Linked DNA regions of Sus scrofa: region 1 is linked to region 2. Evidence: chromatin contacts called from public Hi-C data. All regions are on one chromosome and are shown on one strand. The core of a region is the stretch at or near the end of the contact, and the rest is flanking DNA. Distances in the headings are between cores, read along the strand shown.

What was found. Hi-C and Micro-C count contacts between places; a contact is called where the count stands out from the background.
Region 1: a Hi-C map of subcutaneous adipose tissue shows a contact between it and region 2, with 2.2 times the contacts expected there. The contact joins two enhancer-like sites. A contact is called at or near these places in 2 of 5 promoter capture datasets (fetal skeletal muscle and liver), 22 of 47 Hi-C or Micro-C datasets (alveolar macrophages, blood, brain and 13 more) and 2 of 2 datasets of contacts at active chromatin or transcription factors (alveolar macrophages and skeletal muscle).

What each region holds. Positions count from the first base shown.
Region 1 is chr9:136,466,519-136,471,833 of Sscrofa11.1, forward strand. No RefSeq gene overlaps it. Among named protein-coding and RNA genes, the nearest start is that of FIGNL1, 19 kb to the right of the region's middle. Within about 2 kb of position 2,728, at least 20 of the 83 cell types and tissues checked have an H3K27ac peak or open chromatin away from gene starts, as enhancers often do. A contact at or near this core is called in retroperitoneal adipose tissue and subcutaneous adipose tissue, where this site is marked.
Region 2 is chr9:136,232,795-136,238,071 of Sscrofa11.1, forward strand. No RefSeq gene overlaps it. Among named protein-coding and RNA genes, the nearest start is that of C9H7orf72, 46 kb to the left of the region's middle. Within about 2 kb of position 3,312, at least 10 of the 83 cell types and tissues checked have an H3K27ac peak or open chromatin away from gene starts, as enhancers often do. A contact at or near this core is called in retroperitoneal adipose tissue and subcutaneous adipose tissue, where this site is marked.

The DNA.
Region 1 (5,315 bases), core at 1,478-3,977, 230 kb after region 2:
TCTGGGGAGGCTGGCCTGGAGGATATCCCCTTCTTAGGGTGGCACTGAGGACAGATCATTCAGACCCACACCTAGGAGGGGGTGGAGTCAGGAAAGGCCTGCCTGGTCGGCCCAGGAGGACTGTACCTGATCCCAGGTGCATGTGGCAAGGTGAGAAGAGCTGGAGGTCTAGAATAAGCTGAGTGGAGAAGGTGAGGCGTGGGCCCAGCTTGAATGCCCTGACACTGTTCCCAGCACACCTGGAACAGCCCCTGTGCAGGGCAGCTCCATTTCCAAGTTGCCCCTGGGGCAGCCCAGAGGTTTCCTGTGTGCATTTTATCACCAACCCCCACCAAAAAGACAGCAGCTCTTCTGTAGTTCATTTCTAGCCCTGATGAGTGGTGTGAATTTAAAATCCATGCAATATATATATTTGTTTTTACATGCAGGTTCCCAGGCTGGGGGGGTCAACTTGGAGCCGTAGCTACCAGCCTCCACTACAGCCACAGCATTGCAGGATCCAAGCCGTGTCTGCAACCTATACCACAGTTCATGGCAACGCCAGATCCTTAACCCACTGAGCAAGGCCAGGGATGGAACCTACGTCATGGATGCTAATCAGATTCGTTAACTGCTGAGCCACAACAGGAACTCCTAAAGCCATGCTATCTTTTAAATATTAGTGTGAAATCTGGGGATCTAAACATCAGAACTGGGGGCTTAGAGAGCAGATATTTCTGATTCTATTACCAATTAATTCATCACATTTTCTATCAAAATATCTTGGGCGTTTTGTGATTCGTTGGTGAAATTTTGCACTCTCACTAAAAGCACATCGATTCTCCTTCTCTTTTTTTCTTTTCTGGCCGCTCTGCAGCATGTGGAGTTCCCGGGCCAGGGATCAGGTCTGAGCCACAGTTTCAACCCAAGCCGCAGCTGCAGTGACACCTGATCCGCAAACCCACTGAGCTGGGCCCGGGGTAGAACCTGCATCCTGGCACTGCAGAGACTCGCCAGTCCCACTGGGCCACAGCAGGAAACTCCAAGAGCATGTGGGTATTCTCCAGGAAAGGAGTCCCTTGGCTGTTTCCCAAAGTCTTGATTTTGGGTGTAGCCTCTCAACACCAAACACAGCAGGGCCCCGAATGGCTGTCCCGGAGCCACGTCATCAGAACAAGACTTTTCTCTGCTTCAGCTGCTGCTGGGTGGAGCCCAGGGCTGCTCTGCCTGCAAGCATCCCTGTACCTGCCTTTCCCCAGGCCCAGCCCCCACTACCTCTGATGCGGGAGGAGGGATTCCTTTGGCTCCTAGACCAGCAATTTTGCCTCACAGCCTGGTCCTCCCATGAGCCCCGCCCACCAGTAACCCAAATTCCCGGCCTCCAGCTCAAGGCTGCCTCCAAACTCCCTCACCCACGCCCCTTCCCCAGGCGCCAGTGCTTGCAGCTCTAGGGCCTGGTTCACAAGTGCGGCTCAAGCATCTCCCGGCTGGTTCTTCAGAATGCAGTTCTGGAGGCCTGTCTGCCTGGACCCCCCCTGCAGGTGTGGAACCAGCTCCCCAAATCCAGATAAGCCGTCTCCCACTCACCCTCTCCCCCTCAAGGCAGGTACCAGGCTTATCCCTCTCCCCCAGCCCAGCCCCGCACCCCCCTTTTCTAATAGAAGAAAAATGAATAACGGCTCTCTCTCTTCCCTTCTTAGCTTGAAACAACTCAGATATAGACAAGAGAGTCAGAGCCTCGAAACCCAGATCCTACCTGTGCTGCCCTTAGAGCCCAAGGGAGAAGACACAGCCTCCGCGCGTGGCCACAGGGGGCTGCCACTCTAGGCCGGCTCGCTCTGTGGGATGCAGGCAGGTTTTACACTCAGACCGCCCCTGAAAAGGCTGCACCCTCGCCCTGCTAGAAAGGGGAGGGGACCAAGCCACATCCTGCAAGCAGCAGAGCCCAGGAAAGTGAGAGAAAGCACAGCTCAGTTCCTACAGCCAGAGGGTGTGAGAAGGTAGCAAGGCAGGTGAAGGGGGGCCTCTGGGGACAGAGAAGAGAGTGATGTATTAAGAGTCGGGGGGGCAGGGACAGGAGGACCAGGAGCGGTCCTGCTGGAGAGACGAGGCTTTCACCTGCACAGCAGCGCGGCTGAAATTGGAGGACGTAGAGATGAGAGGGCAGCAGAGACGGGGAGGCGCGAATCTGCACTGGAACGCGATCGCCAGGAGCTGGGGCTTTGCTACCGTCATCATCGCCATTCGCATTGGCATTCACGGCCAAGGCAAGTGGAAGTTCCAGGGCCGGAGATCAAGCCTGAGCCTCTGCAGCCCCCGAACTGTTGCAGTCAGGTTCTAAACCCACTGCCTCACAGCAGGGGCTCCTCTTTTTTTGACTACTGGGAACCTGCCGTCTGCCTCTACACGGCCTGCATCACCAGCCACTGCTGCTGCAGCCCCGTGACACCCCCTGAAAGGAGCTCGGGGTGGGGGCCAGGAGGGAGGCCCTCTGTGCTCTGGGAAAAGCGGTAGAACAGCTCTTCAGACAGGAATTTTTAGGAGATTTTATGAGCGCGACTCTTGCATCTCCTCACATCTAGAGAAGCACTCAAATTCTTCGTGGGGACACCTGCTCCTTGGGAGTAGCAGTGACCATCACGAGACCGGCAGCGACCTTCGGTAGCGTGTGTGTGTGTGTGTGTGTGGTGGGGGGGCAGATGCCTGCGCCTTCACCACAATCACATCCACGCTGACCCCCCCCGGCACCCCCGCCTCTCAGGAGGGGTGTCTCAGAGCTCTCTGAATGCTGCCTCCTGGGTGACAGGCCTCATTTCGCCCCACAGAAAACTTAACACTCAACTTTTAAATTGTGCATGTTTTTAAGTTAACACTGCCATATCCTCCGTGTCACAAAGATTCCCTGGCACATAGTAGGTGCTTTTGCTACAGTCTGAATGTTTGTGTCCCCTCCAAAAGTCATATGTGGAAATCCTACCCCCCAATACTGCCCCCCACCCCCCCGCTCTGCGGTGGGGGCAGAGGAGAGCGGGGGACTCCGGAGAGACGTTGGCAGAGAAGAACCGGGGAACTCGGCACACCTCGGGCCCTGGCCCCTGCTGGGACCTGAGGTCTCAGAAATGCCATGTTCTGGGCTGTGTTTTCCTAAAAGGAGGAAGGTAAAACCCTCAGTGTGAAGTCCCCTCTCTTTTTCCGCTTTGTGGCAAGGCCAAGGACAGAAACAGGGCCAAATCCCTGAGCCATGTCTCCTGCGGCCACCCTCTCCTGGGGCCCAGGGCGCCCGGGGTGGGGCCCCACAGTCCCTCAACTCTAGCAGCCCGGCCCCTCCTGCCTGGCAGCGGGTGTTGCCCCGGCGAGCCAGTGGGCGGGGCGAAGCAGATGCAGCCACCGGGGCCTGTGCACAACTGGGAACCAGCCGCCTGGGGAAGGAATTTGCATAATAAGGATCGTTTGGTACCCAAGCTGTCCCCTGAAGTGAACTGCATGGATCTCTGTACAGTTAACAAATTTCACTTCTTCTTTCCCATGTTTTGTCAAACCAACTAGATGTGACGTCCGAGTGTGTGAATTGTCCAAAGATGTTTTGTTTCTCCCTCCACGAGTCAGACCTCCTCTCTCTGCTCTGCCCAGATGGTCCCTGGCATCCGTGGACAGCCCTGCAGTGCCTCCTCCCCTGCCCAGGACCTCACTCCTCGCTCTCCCTGGGAGGGGCCACGTGGTGGCTTCCAGACTGCCCAGAGGTGGGCCTGCCCCTGCCCCTGCCCCTGCCCCTGGGCGGCAGCACCACCCCGCCCCAGCCTCTCGCTGCTGCTCCCACACCTGCAGCAGCTTCCTCGTCACCATCATCCCTCCCGCTTCCTGTGGGCGAGGGCGGCCCGAGGCCCCACAGCAAGGAGGGGTCTGTGGTTTCAGGCCTCAGTATGATTCCCCTTTCAGGCCCTCCTCCCTTCTGGGCACTGCCCTTCACAGAACCCTCATGGCTCCCTCTGCCCACGCCCAGACCCCACCCCTCAAACATCACAATTCTTTTTTTATGTTGCCTTTATGTCATCCTGCAGGAAAACAAGTGTATGTGTATGTCCACAGCTATAAATATACCATAGGAACAGGTATGAGCCCAGGGGCCTGTCACCATCACTGTGGGCCTGGGGGGCAGGGGGGGGCGGCAGGAAGCCTGATCCGGGGTTCAAGTCCACACCCTCCAGAATGGCACGCAGCCTCATCAAGACCTGACCGCTAGCCCATCTCTCTCAGCTCCTTCCAACCTCCAAGGCAGCCTGACTCCCAGGCTCCCACACATGGCTGGAATGCTCCCCAAGCCTCGCCACCTGCTAAACCTCAACAGAGGCATGCCACAAGGCCGAACTCTTGTCCCCAGCTAATTTTTGGGGCTTTCTCAAGGTCAGATCTCTGGGTTCCTGGCGTCGTTTCAGTCGGTGTCAGGGCCCTTGTGGTGCTCTGTCAACGCCTGCCTCCTCCATCGGACTGGGAGGCAGACACCTTGCTCGGCCGTTCCCGAATCTCCAGGAATGTGACTCTCCAGGGACTCTCTTCCCCTGCTCCCTGGGGTCTGGGAAGGGCCGGCGTCATCTCTCCAGAGAAAGGCAGGAGGCCATGGGACACAAGCCCCAGGCTCCGGGGTCTCCAGGAGGTCCTCTCCCGTGTGTCCTGGCGTCCCGGCTCTAGCAGGAGGGTCCCATCCAGGGGACAGGCTGAGCAGTCCTGGGGGGAGGTTGCTGATCAGGAGCAGGAAGGCTGGGAGGCAGGTCAGACAGACTCCCCCAGACTCAGTGCCTCTTGGCCGACTCACGAGAGACAGAGGCGGGGAGAGAAGAAGCAGACAGGCTGCCACGCAAAACAGTTAAACCAGAGAAGGCGGTGAGAGAGTGGAGGTGGATAATAATAAACAGAGCAAGACACCGGATCCGACTGTGCCAATCCTCAGTATAGACAGCATTGGTCTCACGCCCCAAGTGACACACAGACTGTCAGAGCAGATCCGCACACAGGACCCAACTACACCCTGTCCCCGAGGAAGCCGTGTTCACTCTAAAGACGCGTGGACGGAAGCGACGGCTGGAAAAGATGCGCCCTGCTCACGGCGGCCAGAAGAAAGCAGGGCAGCTCTGTTAGGCTCAGGCACGTGGGACCTCAGAGCCAGGGCAGGTGTCAGCGGTAAGGAGGGGTGTTTCCTGGAGTCAGTTCTCTGGGAACACAGAACACGTCTTAATTATACACAGCTAACAACAGAGCGCCCATATACGTGATAAAACCACAAGGAGAGACAGGGGAGGCTGTTAACCCTCCCCATCAGAAACAGGCAGGTCCAGAGGGGA
Region 2 (5,277 bases), core at 2,062-4,561:
AGACGCGTGTGTACTCCCTTTGAATCACCACCTCCACCTCTTTCTTCATAAAAGACAAGTTTCTGCGGAAAGCCACCTGTATTTTTAAACACCATTTTGCAGGAGGGATTCGATGGGGGGTTGTCTCCCACTCCGAGCTTGGAAGCTGCCAGAGAAGAGGCGGGTCAGTGCGTGTCATGTGTCACATTTGAAAGTGTTTGAGGGGAGTCTGCCCCTGCGAATAAGATGACACAGTTCAGAAAATGCAAATGTGTCTTAGCTGGGGCCAGAGGCCCTGTGTGATAAATAAGCTCTCCCATGTCAGAAGAGGGAGGGAGGCAGCCCCCTCCCCGACCACCAAAGGGTGACTTTTCTCCTTTTCGGTGGAAAATCCATCCGTTTATCCGACCCTCGGGGCACCCACCCTGGGCCGGGCCCTGTTCAAGGCACTGAGCACACAGGATGAGCAGGACAGATCCTGGCTCTGGGGACCTTACTTTCTGGTGTGTAAGACGGCCGAGGCCAAGAGGCACACAGGTAACTGAGAAAACGGCGATGGAGGGAGGCCGAGTGCACAGGTAACTGCAGAAGCTGTGATGCTGGAGAGGCAAGTGCTGTGCAGAAGGCAGGACAGGTGCTGTGCTCAAGGGGGCCCTGCGCAGGTCGGGCTAGGGGGTGGTGACCGTCAGGCGGTGACCAGAAGTGACCTCCTGCCCGATGGGCTTCCTGAGGGCCCCGAAGGGCGGAACCGTGGAGGGCCTCTCGGATCCCGGCCCTCGGCTCATCCAGCTCTCCCCTCTCCTTTGCTGGTCACTTCATATGTTCTTTCCTTGAGTCAACAAATGTTCACGGTGTTCCAGGAATTCCTGCTGTTTCTGAGACGCCCTCTGCGCAGGGCGTGCCCTGGACACTGCCGAGCGCCAGCCTCCGATGCGCCCCTTGCTGCTCTGGGGGATGAGGCCCCTCCTGCTGAAAGCCTGTCCTGTCCCTGAAGTGGCCACATGCACATGTCTTTGTGCCCACAGCCCTGCCCTCGGGGGACTCACCCTCTCCCAGGAGTGGCCACACTGCCCCAGGGCCCCATCTCTCCGCCCCCCCGCAATCAGAATCTCTTCTCCCGCCACTGCTTCCACTGCCTTTCCTCAGAAAGACATGCTCTCACTTTTCTAAAAGGTCCATCCTCCCTGGAGCTCTGGCTCCCCTTCAGCCTGGGTTCCTCCCTGGGCCTCTCCCTTGTTCCTTCCCTTTCTAAGCATCCTTGAGAAGCAGACGGCCACCCCTCCCCGCCAGCCCCCAGCCCTCTCCCTCCTCCAGCTCCTGTGTCCAATGGAAGCTGACCCCCCAAGGTGGGAACTGCGCACTTGAGGCGGGTCTTGTGGTTGGTGGGCTGCAGAGGGGGCTTGGGGGTGAGTGGCTTAGGCCTTGAACGTCCACGCCGAGGGGTAGAGGGCCATGTGGTCCCCGAGACACATGTTGAGCAAGTTGTACAGGACACCGGCCGGGCTAGGATGGGCGTTGAGAGGAGGTGCGGACAAGCAGGCAGAGGGACTGAGGGGCCGCGTTCAAGAGGAGGAGGTGGGGGCGAGGGGCGCCGTGGGTCTCGGGATCCGCGGGTGAGGCCGGCTCCTCTCCACTCCAGCCGGCACGCCCAGTGTTTCCTGTGCCTGCCTCACCCCAGAAGGCAACCTTCACAGAAGCTGGAGTTGTCACCTCCGTCACCTTGTTCCACAACATAAAAAATGGTTACTTCGTGACAATCGCAGCATAAAAACAGGCCCCTTTTGATTCAGTTGCCATGTGCTTTGTAACTTCTGCGGCATGGGAGCATCGCAGTGTGTGTGTATGTGTGTGTTTTGAAAAACAGCAGATTTGCAGCAGAAGTGCTACAGGCTGCATGCTGCTATCAACGAGAGGTCGCCTGATGCGTGTCCACACTGGGACGGACACCTCCGGGCACAGGTGGGGTTCGGAAGGCATCTTTTGCTTTGCATTCTACTTTTTCACGGTTTTTTTCTTTCTTTTAATTCTCACAAGAAATTTGTCAAGGCCTTGTTTCTTTTTCTTTCTTTTTTGCTTTTTAGGGCTGCACCCGCAGCATATGGAGGTTTCCAGGCTAGGGGTCGAATTGGAGCTGCAGCCTCCAGCCTCCACCACAGCCACAGCAGCGGGGGATCCGAGGCACATCTGTGACCTACACCACAGCTCATGGCAAGGCCAGATCCTTGACTCACTGAGCGAGGCCACAGATCGAACTGGCATCCTCATGGATGCCAGTTGAGTTTCTTTCCGCGTGCCACAGTGGGAACTCCAGGGCTTTGTTTCCACTGGGGGGAATGAGCAGACTAAGACTTGTGGAGGCAGAGCGCATCTAGAGCTCAGTTCCCCACCTGCAGGCTGGAGCCAGCTCTGGGCCCCGCCCCGCCCCTCCCACCCCCACCTTCCTCCACCAGCCCCACCCACGTGGTCCGTGCCCTCCCACCTTCCTGTCTCAGGGAACTCTGACCTTTGCCTGCCCCAGGTTGACTGCCCGACCCCCCTAAGTCCTCGCTGTCATAGATTCTGGGTGACCATCCTTCCTCAACCCAGAAAGGTGACCCTTCCTCCGTCAGGCCCAGAGCCCACTCCTGCAGGGGCGGGCGTGGGAACTCTTGGTTGTTCAGCTGCTTCTCTGCATATCCTCATCTGCTTCGGGCTGTATTTTCTGTATTCCTGGCATCTACGGTTATTCTAGGCACAGAGTAGATTTTCAGTCAGCTAACTGTTTGCACTTCCGTGCGTAGAAGACAATTAATGAACTGAGTGCAAAAAAATGAAATAAAGGAAGCAACACACACAAGGACCGACCACCCCAGTCTCTGTCCTGGGCTCCTGCTCTCTCGCCCATCTGCGTACACCCTTAATTGGAGAGTGTGTGGAGTTGTGTATCTTTATTTTATTTTAATTGGAGAGTGTGTGGAGTTGTGTATCTTTATTTTATTTTATGTGTCTTTTTTCCCTCCATTCTTTCATAGCGTCTTAGGGAAAGAAATGGCAGTTGACGTCTTCCGTCACCAGGGGCCGCTGTCTCAAATGGTCACGACTGTAAAGCCCCACAACCCCTTCGAGAAGAAGGAAAAGGAAACTGTAGGCTCCTGAAAAGGACCTGCCCTCTGACGAGGCCTGAGCCTTGGGGAGGCAGTGTGCACCCTGTGATGGAAAATAAAAGAAATAAGGTGAAAGCCTGTGCCCAGCGTGTGTGTGTGTGTGTGTGTGTGTGTGTGTGTGTGTAGAAGGTGGACAAGGTTTGGTGCCCCCAGCCTCAGTCATTCAGCTGGCACTGCCCTGCAATGCCACCATGCCATGGTGGCAGCCTGCGGTTTCTGGAAGCCACCAGTGGCAGCGGTTTTATTTTAGAAGGTTCCTCTTTAGAGTTGGAATGCCAGGCTCCCTAGAGGTTTCGCGTCACTGTAGGGATTGTAACGGAAGAGCCTAGATCGCAGAGTCTGTGATCACAGATTATCCATCAAAGCCCCTGTGTGGTGGATGAGAAAAGAGAGCGGCGTTCTTTTCACCCAGGGTGTGTCGCGTGGGGACAGCGTCTGTGACCAAGAGGACAAGAGCCTTCCTTCGCTGGCACCATGGCTTCTCTTTCAGAGAGACAGGCATGCGCCAGGCTCCGTGAGGGTCAGAGGCCACACGTGTCCCCTGCAGGGTCCGCCGGTGGCCTGTCCGGGGCCTTGACCGCGGGGCGCCCAGCTCCAGCATCACTCAGGCGTGTGTGGGTCCCTCCAGCCTCCCACGTGGGGTTGTCTTCGTACATGGAGCTGTGGATCGGAGCTTTCATTAACCTCGGCTCATGTGACCCTGCGACCCCACGGCAGGCATTTTACACATCCTCTGCTGTTCCGTGAAAAGGCAGACAGACGTGGAGAAGTGAACAGGGACCTAAGGTCACACAGCTCGTACTCAGCCAAGTTAGAACCGGAACCCAGGCTTCCGCACTTTAGCCACTCATTTCTCCGCAGATGGAATAAGCTTCTCCGAGTTACTTACACACAAAACATCGAATAACCAGAATGCCTTCTCCTTCTCTCAGGAGCTTCAGAATAAGATCAGGATCCCACGGAACTCCAAGCACACGGCCAAGTCCTTGGGGCGGTTTGGCCCGGCTTTTCCCACTGGAAGGGAGAATCAGTGCTGTTCCCTGAGCACCGTCTGTTGCCTGGGCGGACACCCCCGCGGCTTGGACGGCAGCTCCAGGCCTTCTTGGGGCCGCCTTCCTACCTGGACACGGACACGCAGCCGCCCTCCAGCCAGCCTGCGGGGCCGATTCGCCCTCCTAGAAAAGAAATGGCCTCCACTGAACCTGATCTTGTGGTCTGATTGTTTCTAGAAAGAGCTACTCTGTCAAAAAAAAATCAGGCCAAAACAAGAATCTTCACCTGCAAACAAGGATTTACGATGTGATGATGTAAAAATATTATGCACGTACAACTCTGAACAACATGACTCCCCGGGAGAGAGGAAGAGAAAAATCTAGAAATGGACGGATAGAGCAATCATTTTAAACTCCTGCATCCAGGAGAGATTTTTCTCCGTAGATGATATGGGGACAACTATTTGGAGACAAAAGGGAAGGGCAGATCTGAGTGTGAGCTGTAAAACCCGAGACAGCTCTTCCTGGAATAGCGCTTTGCCGGGTAAAAGGCACAGCCTCACAGAGGTGACCTCGAACTTCCGGAGACTTGGTTTATATTATGCGGGTAGGGGAAATTTTCCAAAGAAGCCACTAAAGCCAGAAATCATGGGGGAAAAAAAAAAAAAAGAAAAAACCTGCTTCTTAGATGAAAACATACCACCAACATTTTTGAAAGATTTTTAAAAAGCTGAAGTAGCATTAATTTAAAAATGCCACCAAAGCTTTTTTAGACAAATCTGTTGGGAAAATATCAGACAATAGATTCTGACATTATACCAATAGAAATAAGACAAAGGGTATTAACAGATACATTCCAAAACTAAGACATACAAATGGCGAATAAATAAAATCTTTACATCCCAGGAGAATTCGAGGCATAACTGTATTTTTTTTTGTCTTTTCACCCACGGTCCATGGTCATGGGAAGGGATCTGTGTGTTTAACTTCCACCCTCAGGTCATGACATTGGAAACTTCTTTCCAGAGGGTATTTGGCAAAGATGTTTCAAGAGCTTTTCCAGATTAGCCATTTCACTTTTAGGACTTTGTCCCTGGTCCTTTCCCCCGTGAGTAAAGACATTTTTTTACAAAGAAGTTGAGGGTTCAGTATTTCATAACTGA